3 separate regions of the Mus musculus genome follow, and regions 2 and 3 are each linked to region 1. A link is a contact called in public promoter capture Hi-C data. All regions are on one chromosome and are shown on one strand. The core of a region is the stretch at or near the end of the contact, and the rest is flanking DNA. Distances in the headings are between cores, read along the strand shown.

Region 1 (3,947 bases), core at 862-3,361:
CGGCTGCACTGAACGGCAAAGCTTTACTTTGTGACACCTGGAAATGGAGCTCTTGCTGTGGGTGCTAGAGATTGGGAGTGTTTCAGATGTCTGGAGTGGGACTATTGTACCAGCGTGATGCTGGAAACATGGACTGATACGCCTGGTAAGAACTTAACACAGGAGATGAGCTCTGCCTGCAGGGATGATAATCTCCAGGCTATGGAAAATCACAGTGTGGGGACTACCCAAGGGTTAAGGGGGGAAGTGCAGAGTTTAAGGAAAAAAGATTTATTTTGGTTTCTGGTATCACACACTTGACTAAGATTTTCTAACAAGTCGGTGAGGCATGTGGCCTAGGGACCCTGGATTTGTAGCTGCCGTTGAAGGCAACGCTGTCTTGTACTGGACAGGGTCCATCGGGCTCCTGACTTGTACTAACTGCAGCAGATAGGAGTCTGGTTTCTATCACAGTACACGGGCTTGACTGTTCCATCTTGCCCTGTGCTCATCTCGGCTGCAATACATACCTGGGAATTCTGCCCTCATGGAAACTTAGATCTGCTTCTGCAGGAGCTCCAGGCAGTGAAGGTCTGTTCTGCTGGGGTGGGCAGCCTCTCAGGAGGCTTTGGGGTTGAACGATTCTTACTCTCAGGAGTGTGGCCTGGAAAGTGATAGCATGCTGGCAGTTTAGCAGGAAGGCCTGAATCCCGATCTCTCTCTGGAATACATGCTGCAGGTGGTCGGAGGTATTCCAGTCATGGAGAGATCCCAGTGACTAGGAACTGGAGCCTCCTCCAACAGCCTCCAGTTCCCCCACCGTACAGCCTGGCACAGTGCATCGGAAGTCTCCTGACAGTGCCTGAGTGTGACCCCATCCCTGGGCAGTACCCTGATGCCCAAGTCAGAGTGGAAACACAGTAGTTTGCAGGTCAAGATACATCTGGTGTCTTGTTTTTTTTTTTTTTCAATAAAGTAACAAAACACGGAGGGAAAACTTAAGAGAGAAAGATCTGTGTTGGCTCAGAGTTTCAGAGATTTCAGTCTGCCTGTCCAGAAAGGCCTGGCAGAACTGGGTAACTCCCTTTACATAGCCAGAAATCACAGAAGGAACACCTGGGCTGTTGGACTTTCCTCTCCATCTATCCTATTACACTGCCAACCTATGGGTGTCATTCTGGTTCTTAGTAGGTCTTCTCCTTTTAGGTAACTTTCTATAAATTCCCCCAGAGTTGAGTTTTATACTCTCCTAGGTGCTCAGTCCAATCAAGTTGAGAATCAGGATCAACTGTCACACCTGGGCTCCAGTTCCAAACCTCACATTTAAGACCTCTGCTCCCTTGGTTGTATTGCCTAACCTGGCCTTCCTGGCTGAAGAATGGAGAGACTGGAACCCCAGGGAGAATCAGAGAACTGTATAAAGTGTCAGCATTCAATCTTGCAGAGTACACTCTGATGTTAACCTCAGGGCTTCCCTTGTCTTAACGCTGTCCACGCAAAAGCCATCCCATCTTCCCCACAAGGGTTCCTCATTGGCGGTGAATGTTGGAGACCTCAGGAATCTCTCGCTAGGGAGCTTCTATTTCTGCAGCACAGCCTTCCCACAAGCTGTGCACTGGGGGGTGGGGAGGTTGCTGTGCCTCAGTTTCTCAAGTAGGAACGAGGAAAACTAGAGATAGATGTTTTGTGTGGGAACAGTGGTGGGCACGGAGGCAAAAGAGGCAGTGCCGCGAAAGCTCACTTCCTAGAACACAACAAAATTTGTAAGTATTCAAAAAAGGTATTACTAGCAACAAAACCCTTGGATACAGGGAGAAAGGATGATAAAGGGATGTGGGGTAACTTTGTTGTGGTACTGCAGTTTTAAAAGCAGAATCAGGGATCCAATCTCTGTCCCAAGCGACACCTCTGCACCTCTAGGAGCCCCCCACAGTGGAGTCTGTGTGCACTGGTCCTGCAGTCCAAGGAGGCCCTGCTGCACCTCCGAGAAGGGTCGCTAGGTTCAGACACCAAGGCCCTGGTGATTGCCCAGCCCCCGCCCTCTGCGAAGCTAAGAGGGGGCGGAGCCACGCGCATGTGCACAGCTGGCGCCCCCCTCCCCGCCCCCCGCGCACAGCTGGGACGTGGGCCGGGGACCGGAGGGCTCAGTTGGGAGCCGGCGGTGGACGCGCCCGCCGAGGCCTCCTCCGCTGCTGTTCACGCGTGCCAGCTCCTGTCCGCGCCATCTGCCATGGCCGTGCGCCCCACGCGCCGCTGCCTGCTGGCGCTCCTGCTGTGCTTTGCCTGGTGGGCCATGGCGGTGGTCGCCTCGAAGCAAGGGGCAGGCTGTCCAAGCCGCTGCCTGTGTTTCCGTACCACCGTGCGCTGCATGCATCTGTTGCTGGAGGCCGTGCCCGCCGTGGCGCCGCAGACCTCCATCCTGTGAGTGCGGCCCGGAGGGCGCTGGGGTCTGCGGGACGTGCGATTCAGGGGGATCGAGGGGCGTGGGTATCTTGGGGGGCAGGGGTACTGGTTTGGAGAGGTGGGCTACCCCGGCGTCCGGCGCAGGGTGTGCTGGGCCTTTTGTCCGTCCTGGCTAGGACGCCAGGGGCGGACCTGAGCGCTTAGCGCGCGGCCTGGGGAGCCGCCTTTGTTCAAACTCGGAATCTCCCGCTGGACCGGGAAGTAGTAGGGAGTCGCCAGGGAAAGCCCCGCGCGTCTCTCGAGCCCTCCCCGCCTGGCCTTCCCTCCGGTGTCTTCTCAACTTTCTCTCCACTCGGGGTTCCTCTCCCTCTCTCTTCTCTAAAGCGCAGGCCTGGGGTTGGGTCGTCCCTCCTCCGACCCCTTCTTTCTCCATCAGTGTACCTGCCCCCCTTTCTCCTCCTTCTGGAAGGATGCCCACCCCACATCACCCTGCGCCAAGGAAACCTCTTGCAGATTCTGGGTCCCGCGGCGCCACAGCGCCAAGTGTACTCCCATCGGCTTCTGCGCTGGAGCCTTCAAGTTCGCTGGGTGTCCTGAGGACTCTGTTGGGCGCAGCCCTTGTAAGGAGCTTTTTCTTTGCTTGGAAGAAGCTTGGCGTTCCAGGTGCCATGGAGGGCCCACCATCGTGCGGGTGGCCAAGTTCTGAGCAGCTCTGGGACTCTCCTCTTGCTGTTTCTACTCAGTTGGTCAGTTTCGCAGACGTCCTCCACTTCCTGGCTTTTTCACCTGGAGTTGTGCTTTGCGCCTTCACCGAAAGCCCCCAGATCTGAAGGAATCCCAGTGCTGCAGAGTTGGCTGCAGGCCTCTGTGTGTTCTGAGATTTGGTTCTGTGAAGGAAGGCATGCGTTTAGGGGCCAACTGTAATTCAGGGTCCTGCAGCTGCACTTCTGCATTCCAAAAAGAGTTTTCACTTTTTTGTGGCTGGGCTGGAGGACTTTGGCATCTCTGAGGATGCCTGCGAAAGTTATAAAAATCTGAGGGAACTATTCAAGGAGTGGGCGGTCGGTCAGGGCTCTCACTTCTAAAAGTGCATGGGTGTCCTACTTCCTCTGGGGGAGATTGTGCGGGCCGCACGCGGCCAGTCTGGGGTGGGAATGCCTAGCCTAGTCCTCTAGAGAGCTAAATAAGGCTTCCATTCCAGAGGGTGTGGATGGTCAGCCAAGGCTGCATCTGAGAGGACAGACAGTGTGCTTTAAACCAATAAACTTTTTAAACTGGGCCAGAGTGGAACGTCTCCAAATACAGAGAATTTCTGTAGTGACTCAATGGCCAAAACTTGGACCCTAGAGTCATTTCTCACATCTGGGCAAAGTCAGATTCTCAGACTGTTCCCAATTCTTAGTTGCTTTCTGCAGCAGTGTTTTTACATGAGTGCTGTAGAACCCAGCAGGAGTCCCCCCACTCTGCCTTGTATGCTACCATGCCACATAAAAATTTAGTGTGTGTGTGGAGGGGTGGGGGGGCGGGGGCAAGCTTAGTGGTTAAAGAGGTCTGCAGCAAAGCTT
Region 2 (3,947 bases), core at 933-3,432, 970 kb after region 1:
TGAAGCCACTGGCATTCCTTGACTGATGGTGACTGCAAAGTACCGGCTTCAGAACAGCTGGACTTCATCTGTGGTGTTCACCACTATATGCACCTCCAGTGGCAAAAACAAAATACTGAATTATATTGACGTCAAACATATGCAAGCATGTACTTCCTTTAAAAGTCATATTGGTACAATATGCCAGCACAGATAACTATAATAAGCAATGTGAATTAAGGCCAGAGTTTTACTTTGTTCTTCATAGAAATTACCTAGTACAGATATCTTGCAACTATCACACACAGTACCTTGTACTGAAAAGTGGAATAATAAAGGGAAAAAAGCTATTGCCCACAAGACAGATAACTCTTCCTAAGAGCTCCACAGGCTGTCAAATAAAAATGCAACTTATGGAATAAAATATCTCGGGGGGGGGGTACCAATGGTCTGGGTATAAAAAATCCTTGACTTTTTTTTCATCATTTTGACTTTATAAAACAGATGGCTTTTCAAGCAAAACCCAGCATTAAGGTTCCCAGTAAAGTTAACCATACCATCAAGGCATAGGACAGCAACAGTTTCTTAAGGGCAGTCCCCACAGGTGGGTGGGAAAGATAAAGCGAGGTAGACAGAAAGTCTTGGCAGACTTCTAGCCTAAAGAGGAGTGTCACTCTGTAGGAAAAGCAGAGGACAAAAGACAAATAGCTGGACTGTTGACAATTTAACCCTTGCCCCTCAGGGTGGAGTCAAGGAGGCAAGAACTCTGAAAAAAGAAAGAATTGCATATTATGTAAAGGAGAATCAAGGTTGAAATTCTGTGTTAGAAGGTACTTAAAAGATTATTCATTTAAAAACAAACTGTTTTTCACATGGCATGAGTAATTGTCCTAGGGACTGAAAACCAAGGTTTCAGAGAGACCTAAAGAAAAGAGACTGGCTGAGAACCATAGCAACTGTGACCCAAGGATGACATCAAACAAACCTGTCACAGAATGGTCTTCCTGTAACCTAGGCTCACGTTGGCACAATGGGGAACAGGGGTGGGGGTGGGGGTTTCCGGCAAGAACTCCAGCTGTTCTAATAGAAGGGGCCAGCTTAGAGAGTCACACTACAGATATGAAGCCACCTGGGCCAGTTAGCAGGTGAGAGGGTTCAAAGGAAGAAAAGCAAGTTAGGTGACGGACAAGAGCATGAGGGAATAACAGGGATGATGATTAATCGTCATCGAGACCTTAACTGATTAGAAAAAGACAACTCTCAGGACGTCGGTGATGGCTTATCCCCCGAGGATGTGATCATAAGGGCACTGACCTAGTCAATGGTTTAACCCAGTAGATTCAAAATATGAGGAAATGACTGGAGGTAATGAAAGATACAAGTGTGGCTGAGCAGAAGAAAATACATCCCGATGCGTGCTCTTGGGGCTAACGCTTGTCTTGCTCTCTACTCTCCCCTTCTGTGATTCCCGTCCACAGGAGCAAATAGTCCCTGACTCATGCTCTGGCCACCTTGAAGGACCATGATGCCTTGCCTCACCACAAGCCCAGAATCTACAACCATTCAAAAGGGGCCTGAACCTCTGAAACTGAGTCAAAACAAATCTGTTCTCCCTAAAGTTGTTTTGGTTGGATATTTTTCAGCACAGAGATTTGGAAGTAACTGCCAAAGCAGATGATGGGCGACTCTCAGACTTAAAAGAGGAGGAGCAAGTGAGAGGGGTCTACGGGCTTGAGAGAGAGAACTCGCACAAAGATTTGTGGTTGAAGGGCACTCGGAAGGGTGACATGGGCTTTGGAAGGGCATAATCTGGGACAAAAATTACACAGATCTCGGGCTCAGAGGAGTACCAGATGATGGGGGATGCATATGAAAAAGGCAGACAAACGAGTATGTGCTCAGACGCGGGCCCAGCCAAGGCCTTCTGATCTGCTTCCTCCGCCCAGCGCTCTTGTTCGGAAGCCTAACAGGGAGAGCACTTCAGGGTCCCAAAGAAAAAGACCCTTAAGTCGGCGAGTCCTTACCGAGACACACGAACAGCACTGACTTGGACCCAACCTCTGCCATGTTTCGGTGCAGACCCTGGCGCCCAGAAACCGCGTCGGGACGAGGCGCATGCGCACTGCCAGGGTTCTGACCGTGGACATGCGCAGTCCGCCGCCCCACGTTCGTACGCGGCCAGAGGCGGGGCCAGAAGTCGCCTAGAGGGCGGGGCTTAGGCGTTCGGGTTGGCAGCCCGGGCTAGCGTTCACTCTGAGCTCTGCCCAGGTCGCACGTCTAAGGAGTGAGGGCGGGGTGAACGCGGGGCGACCCCCAGAGCAGCTTGGGTGGCACGGTGTTGAGCAGGGAGGATTAGGATGTGCCAGGGCAGCCAATGAACTCAAGGATAGCGGCTTGCAGAGCCTCCTAGGGTGGCTCCTCCGATCGGAGCTACCCGCCCTTCCAAGCTAAGTTACCCCTTTGGACCACCGACCCCAGGCCGGGCCACGGTACTTAGCAGTGGGTTTCCCCGATTAAGAAGAGGGGGTGATTTACAAGGCTTCAAAGGAATGAGGCGGGTGGACGCAGATGAGCTACGTTCTGAGCAAGGGTATAGGACCAGTGATCGCTTTGGCAAAAACAGGGCATACACCTATTCCCTTACCTGGGTCAGGTGTGCGCCCGCTGGGCGGGTCCCGTCAGGGAGGCGGACCAAGGAGAACGCTTTCCTCTTCCTGGACTGGAGTGAGGAGCTCGGGTACCGAGAGGAGCGGCAGGCACCAGTGAGTAAGGGTCTGAGCGGCTGGGGCGTGTCGGCACCGCGGCAACTCTTCCTCTTGCGATGGGCGTTGTGAAAGAGGAGAGAAAACAGTCAAGTCCCTGGGTTTGTCTGGGCGCATCCACCAAGATCATACTGCACGGATCCTTTTGTAAATCCTCAGAACTCAAGATTAGTTTTCTACACTCCTGGCTAAAGGTTTTGGTTGATTGTTAACCACAGTCGTTCCGCTTCATTGCAGAAAAAAAATTTTTTTTCCTCCAGCATTTCCAGTTTTGAAGACAGACTTTCATTTTGTTATTTTTCCCCTAATATCTGATGTTTTACCATCTTCTGGTTTCAAATTGTTTTGAGAATTGGCATCCTGTGTACTTGACACAGATGAAGGAGGTGCAGATTGGGGGTTGTGTAGGGCCTTTGTGGGAATGTGATCTCTGGGAAAGGATAGTCCCTAGGGGAGGGGCTCACATGCGTTTGGGACTTCCAGAGGTAGAGGTGTCAGGACTTTGACACAGTGTCTTTGGTTCTGCGATACTTTACAAAGGGGTGGTGTGGAGGGTAATTTGATTGCTGCATCTCTAGTATATAGTGCCTGTATGGTTTTTTTTGTTTGGTTTGGTTATTGTTTTGTTTTGTTTGTTTTGTTTTCTTTTAGTGCTCTGAACAATAGGAATAGGTAACAATAGGAAGCAGGTTTCTCCCCTGGCAAAATGTGCCGGCTTCTTTTCAACAGATGTTACTACTGCCCTGCCAAGGCAGACCAGGGAAGAAAGACTTGAAGTAACCACCTCCATGGAGGAATGCCCTGGCCTGGGGCAGAAGCCTTGCCCTGTTCTGTGTTTACCAAGTGAACAGGTTCTGTATTCCTGCTGGCCCAGGTATTTTCCTTGAGATATGAGGAAATGTTTCGATTACTAATGAGTTAGTTCACTTGTACACAAAGTTTAGAGAATAACACGGCTGGGTTGAAGGTGCTGTTTTATTCTGCTCTGTGGCCTGTTATTGAAATACCATAGTAGCATCTGGTTGTTTGTAAATTGCTATGTTGGAGGTTAAAATAGACTAAGTGATAACATTCATCCTGTTTGTTGCATCTTAACTAAGGAGAATTGGTTATTGGCTCACTGTGTTCAATGTCTGTGAAATAAGTCAATATTACCTTGGTTTTTGTTTTTTCTCTTTTTTACCTTTCAAAGAAAATTAGCTTTAA
Region 3 (3,947 bases), core at 667-3,166, 950 kb after region 1:
TAAAGTCTGGAAATGTTTATATTATATGAAATGAGGAATGCTTGGAGTCTTTTGACCATACAACTTTGCAAGATTAAACAGACACGTAAATTGTCTGATCTTTGATTGTCAGATTTCATGTCCAAAAACCAACCAGACACACATTTCCTCTATTGTTTGTGCACATAACTATCTCTGTAGTGCACTGAGTTAAGCACAATACAATTGGGTGATGGAGAGGAGTCCCACAAGGACTCTTTTTGTCTCACTGACAACCAGAAAGACCACAGAGGGATCATTTCATCACTAGCACTTGCTGTGCTGGTAGAATGTGAAGGGGTGGGTTCCGTTCCATTGCTGTTATTTGTCTTATTTCATCTTCAAACTTGAAGCTTTTGATTCTGTGAAGCGCTGTTTTAAACAGGTCTAGGTAAATCTAAAACAGTTTGGGATTAAGCAAAATATGATCACAATAACCTAGAAACTCTCCAAGTCACCATTGCACGGTGATTAGTGGTGCATAGATGTGCAGATACCAGAGTATGGTGGATGCTGACCTGCTAAAGGAGAAAGCAGATGGACAGTTGGACTCCCTATTGCCAGAAGAACTTCACGTCCCTTCTTACAGGGATAGAGAAAAGGAGGGAAGGAGAAGTATCCCATCTTATCTGCTTGAGATCTGTTTCTCAGGAAATCTTCCTTCGTCTTGCAATGCATTTCATCAGGATCCTATGTCTTTCAACTATATTGCATGCAACAAAACTAAATAAACTGGGGGGGGGAGCCCTAAACTAAAGCTAAAACAAACAAACAAACAAAAAACCCAAATTTGAAAATCAAATTGTTAGGGTCTCCCATAGCTCGTGGTCCCACTCTACCAGGCACTTGATCTGCTAGGGAAAGAAAACCAGTGAAAGGAGGGAGAAGGTGGTGGAGAGGGGAAATGGAGTTAGAAGTCAAGAACCGTGCAGAGCAGGGGCTGGCACACAGTGATCCCTTGCTCACCCTTGGCCAGTGCAGGTGCGCACCTGTAAGGCACTGCATCTTCGCAGCAGCCTGAGCAACTGCGGGTTAAAGATCAAGGCTTTTAATGCTTGCCTTCTCCCTTTCCGATGCTGTACTAAGAACACCTTTCCCCGATGTGATCGCCGACTTGGAGGACTTCCAGCTCCTGCCCAGAAAGCACCAATGAAATGGGAAACTGTGCAGTTGGTAATACTTATCACAAGAGGGAAAAAAAAAAAATCAGGCAAGTAAATTGCTGAGCCCTTGCAAATGTGCCTGGCTATTTCCAAAAGATCAAACTTTCTTAAAGATGCAGCTTTGAGTGGCAAGAGCTCTGGAGCCAACCAGGCCCCGGGTCCAGCGTGGTACAGCAGTGTCACTGCTCTAAGAACCTTCGTAGGCTGCTTGGGTCCCTCCAAGTGAGGGGCTTTCTGCAGGGCGCTCCTGCTCCCATCATCCTCTTCAGAACCAGAAACCTGCCTGTATTCAGCAGAACCCTTCTTCAGAAAGTCCAGACTCTAGATGACACTCAATGTTGAGGCAATCAAGCAGCTCCTTTTAAATAGCCCAAGATCTACATTTAGACAAAAACAGATCCCAGTTCCCGGTAAAGGCGTTTCTGCTCATCCTGTCACTTGTGACAGGAACGGAGGGAAACAGACTGCGGGAGAGGGAGACAGGAGAGGCAGAGGAAGGACAAGAGAGGGGGAGACCAGACGCGGGTGGAGACGTGAGGGAGGGGCGGAGACTGAAGACTGGGCCTGGAGGGGACAGGGGAGGGGATGAGAGAGCGAGAGGCGGAGGGGCCTGACGAATATCCGCGCCCCAGAGCGGCGCTCCGTGGTTCTAATTAAAGCGGCGCTCGGAACCCGGGGGACCCGCCTGACGTCGGCGGCCGCGGGAATAAGAAGCGCCCGAGGACAGCGGGACTCGGAGCAGCAGGGTGAGCGCTGTCCCCGTAGGAGCTGCGCGTCCTGTGTCCCTGCGCTGGACAAGTGGGGCTGGAGCTCATCAAGTAGTGTCGGGACTGGGGGACCGAGGAGCGCGGCAGACGCGGGACCTCTGGTGATCAGGTGCCCGAGGACGACGCGGGATCCACGGCGTGGGCGCAGGTGCCCGAGGGCAGTGCGGGGCCCACCGCTGGCAGGTGCCCGGACCTCTCAAGTCCAGGGCTGCCCATCTGCTCCGCGGCTCCGGACCTCGGCAGCCCCCGGGGCGTCACCTGTGGCCTCGCATCTCAAAGAGGTGTCCAAAGACCCCGCGCGCCGTCCCCGCTGTGAAAGAAAGTTGTGCGGCGGGCTCAGGCTGCGCCTGGACTCCGCGTGCGGGAAACTTGGGCGCCGGCTGCTGGGGCGGCGGGTCCCAAGACCCGCGACACAGGCCACCAGGGCCATGCGCGTGTCCGGGCGCCCGATGCTCCTTGCGCTGCTGCTACTGCTGAGCACGGTGGGGGACCGGGGACGAGCGCAGTCCAGGGGGCCTGCAGACCGGCAAACGCTGCTGAGGTTGCTAGTTGAGCTGGTCCAGGAGCTGAAGAAATTCCACATAGGAGACTCCAAGAGGTTGCAGCTCCTTGGCGAGTCCGACTTTGCCCTGGGCCGCAGAGAGGCCACGGATTATGGGGCAGACCAAGAGGAGCAGAGAGTGGGTGAGTGTTCCTCGGTGTAGAACTGGTGGAGGGCTTAGAGTGGGTGAGAATCCAGCAGTGTAGACCATAATATGAAAGAGAGTAAGGGGCGGGGGGTTCTGGCAGCGTAGATTTTGAAAGGCAGAAAGTCTCAAGAGGTGAGTATCTGGCAGCGTAGACTGTGGGGTCAGAGTGTAGAAGAGGGAGCCGTAGCAGTGTGTATCTGAGGAACAGAGTGGAGGAGTGTCCCGCAGCAGTGTAGACCACAAAGTACAGAAAGTTAATAAAATTGAGCTGTGGCAAGAATGGACCAGTGGAAAGTGGATGAGGATCCGGGCAGTGTAGACTATGAGGAACAGAAAGTGAGTATCCCAACAGTGTAGATCTGAGGGGGAGAGAGTTGGTAATTGGTGGGTGTCCAACAGTGCCAACCTACAAGGTAGAGAGTGAATGAGGGCCAAGGCTTTGGACCACGAGGACTGGAAGGGGTGGGGTCCTGAACACGTAAACAGAATTGATGAGACTGAGTCTTGACATATGGACCTGAGAAACCAAGGATGTTTGATTGCCCAGCAATATGACCTGAAGAGTGAGTGGGGTCCTGTCACTGTGGGCCCCAAAAGAGTTCTAGCCACACTGTGTACTGAGGAGCAAAAGTGGGTCTTGACAATATGGATGGAAGGGCTAACTTCCGTGTCTGAAAGACATATTAATATTTTTAAGAACTGCTTCTCAGAAACACAGGTTTAAAGATAAATCAACTTTAAATTTTAACAGGGTTTGTGTGTGTGTGTGTGTGTGTGTGTGTGTGTGTGTGTGTGAGAGAGAGAGAGAGAGAGAGAGAGAGAGAGAGAGAGAGAGAGAGAGAGTTCATTTTGTTTTGTTTTTTGCTTGTTTCTCAAGAAAAAAACTGGCAGGAACAAGAAACTGTGTGTGAGCCTCTCAGATAGCAATCCTAATCCACTTCCAAGATGTGCTAGTGCACAGTTCAGGACACTCTGCTCTTTGCAGGGGAGGCTTCCCAGTCCACCATTTCCAGCAGAGGCAGAAATGGCCAGCGCTTCCCTGATGGAGCCCTTCCCGGAGTGGCCCGTGGGAATTTCTCAGGGAAGCATACAAGCTTTTAATGCTTTCATGACACAATTAGGTCAAATATGATAGGGTCACTTTTGTGTAAACTGACTCAAATAAGGAGTGCACGAAGAAAGGCCTTGGGGAGTAGTCTCCATGTCCCTCGTGGAAGACTCGATGCCAGTGTCTCTCTTCAGCTATTGGGAAAGCGGAGAACAATATTTCTGGTAAAATGAAATGTGACATTACACAATCACAGAGAATC

The links. Promoter capture Hi-C pulls out the DNA fragments that hold promoters and counts their contacts.
Region 2: a contact with region 1 is called in a promoter capture Hi-C map of trophoblast stem cells, with 2.7 times the contacts expected there. The contact joins the promoter of Sh3yl1 here to the promoter of Pxdn in region 1. A contact is called at or near these places in 1 of 39 promoter capture datasets (trophoblast stem cells), 1 of 484 Hi-C or Micro-C datasets (extraembryonic endoderm stem cells) and 3 of 115 datasets of contacts at active chromatin or transcription factors (astrocytes, extraembryonic endoderm stem cells and stem cell-derived neural progenitor cells).
Region 3: a promoter capture Hi-C map of hippocampal neurons shows a contact between it and region 1, with 2.1 times the contacts expected there. The contact joins the promoter of Alkal2 here to the promoter of Pxdn in region 1. A contact is called at or near these places in 6 of 39 promoter capture datasets (the 3T3-L1 cell line, cranial neural crest, frontonasal cranial neural crest and 3 more), 2 of 484 Hi-C or Micro-C datasets (cerebellum and cerebral cortex), 1 of 115 datasets of contacts at active chromatin or transcription factors (astrocytes) and 1 of 9 other capture datasets (embryonic stem cells).

Annotation. Positions count from the first base shown.
Region 1 is chr12:29,935,925-29,939,871 of GRCm38.p6, forward strand. Pxdn (peroxidasin) reads left to right here and starts at 2,112. Exons shown (of 23, transcript NM_181395.2): 1 at 2,112-2,400. The coding sequence starts at 2,210. Gm31939 (a long non-coding RNA gene) reads right to left here and starts at 2,063. Exons shown (of 4, transcript XR_001780596.2): 1 at 510-2,063.
Region 2 is chr12:30,909,487-30,913,433 of GRCm38.p6, forward strand. Sh3yl1 (Sh3 domain YSC-like 1) reads left to right here and starts at 2,183. Exons shown (of 10, transcript NM_013709.5): 1 at 2,183-2,741. The coding sequence starts at 2,741. Acp1 (acid phosphatase 1, soluble) reads right to left here and starts at 2,126. Exons shown (of 6, transcript NM_021330.4): 1 at 2,004-2,126. The coding sequence starts at 2,046.
Region 3 is chr12:30,882,408-30,886,354 of GRCm38.p6, forward strand. It overlaps Alkal2 (ALK and LTK ligand 2), which reads left to right and starts at 1,917. Exons shown (of 5, transcript NM_001159743.2): 1 at 1,917-2,632. The coding sequence starts at 2,377.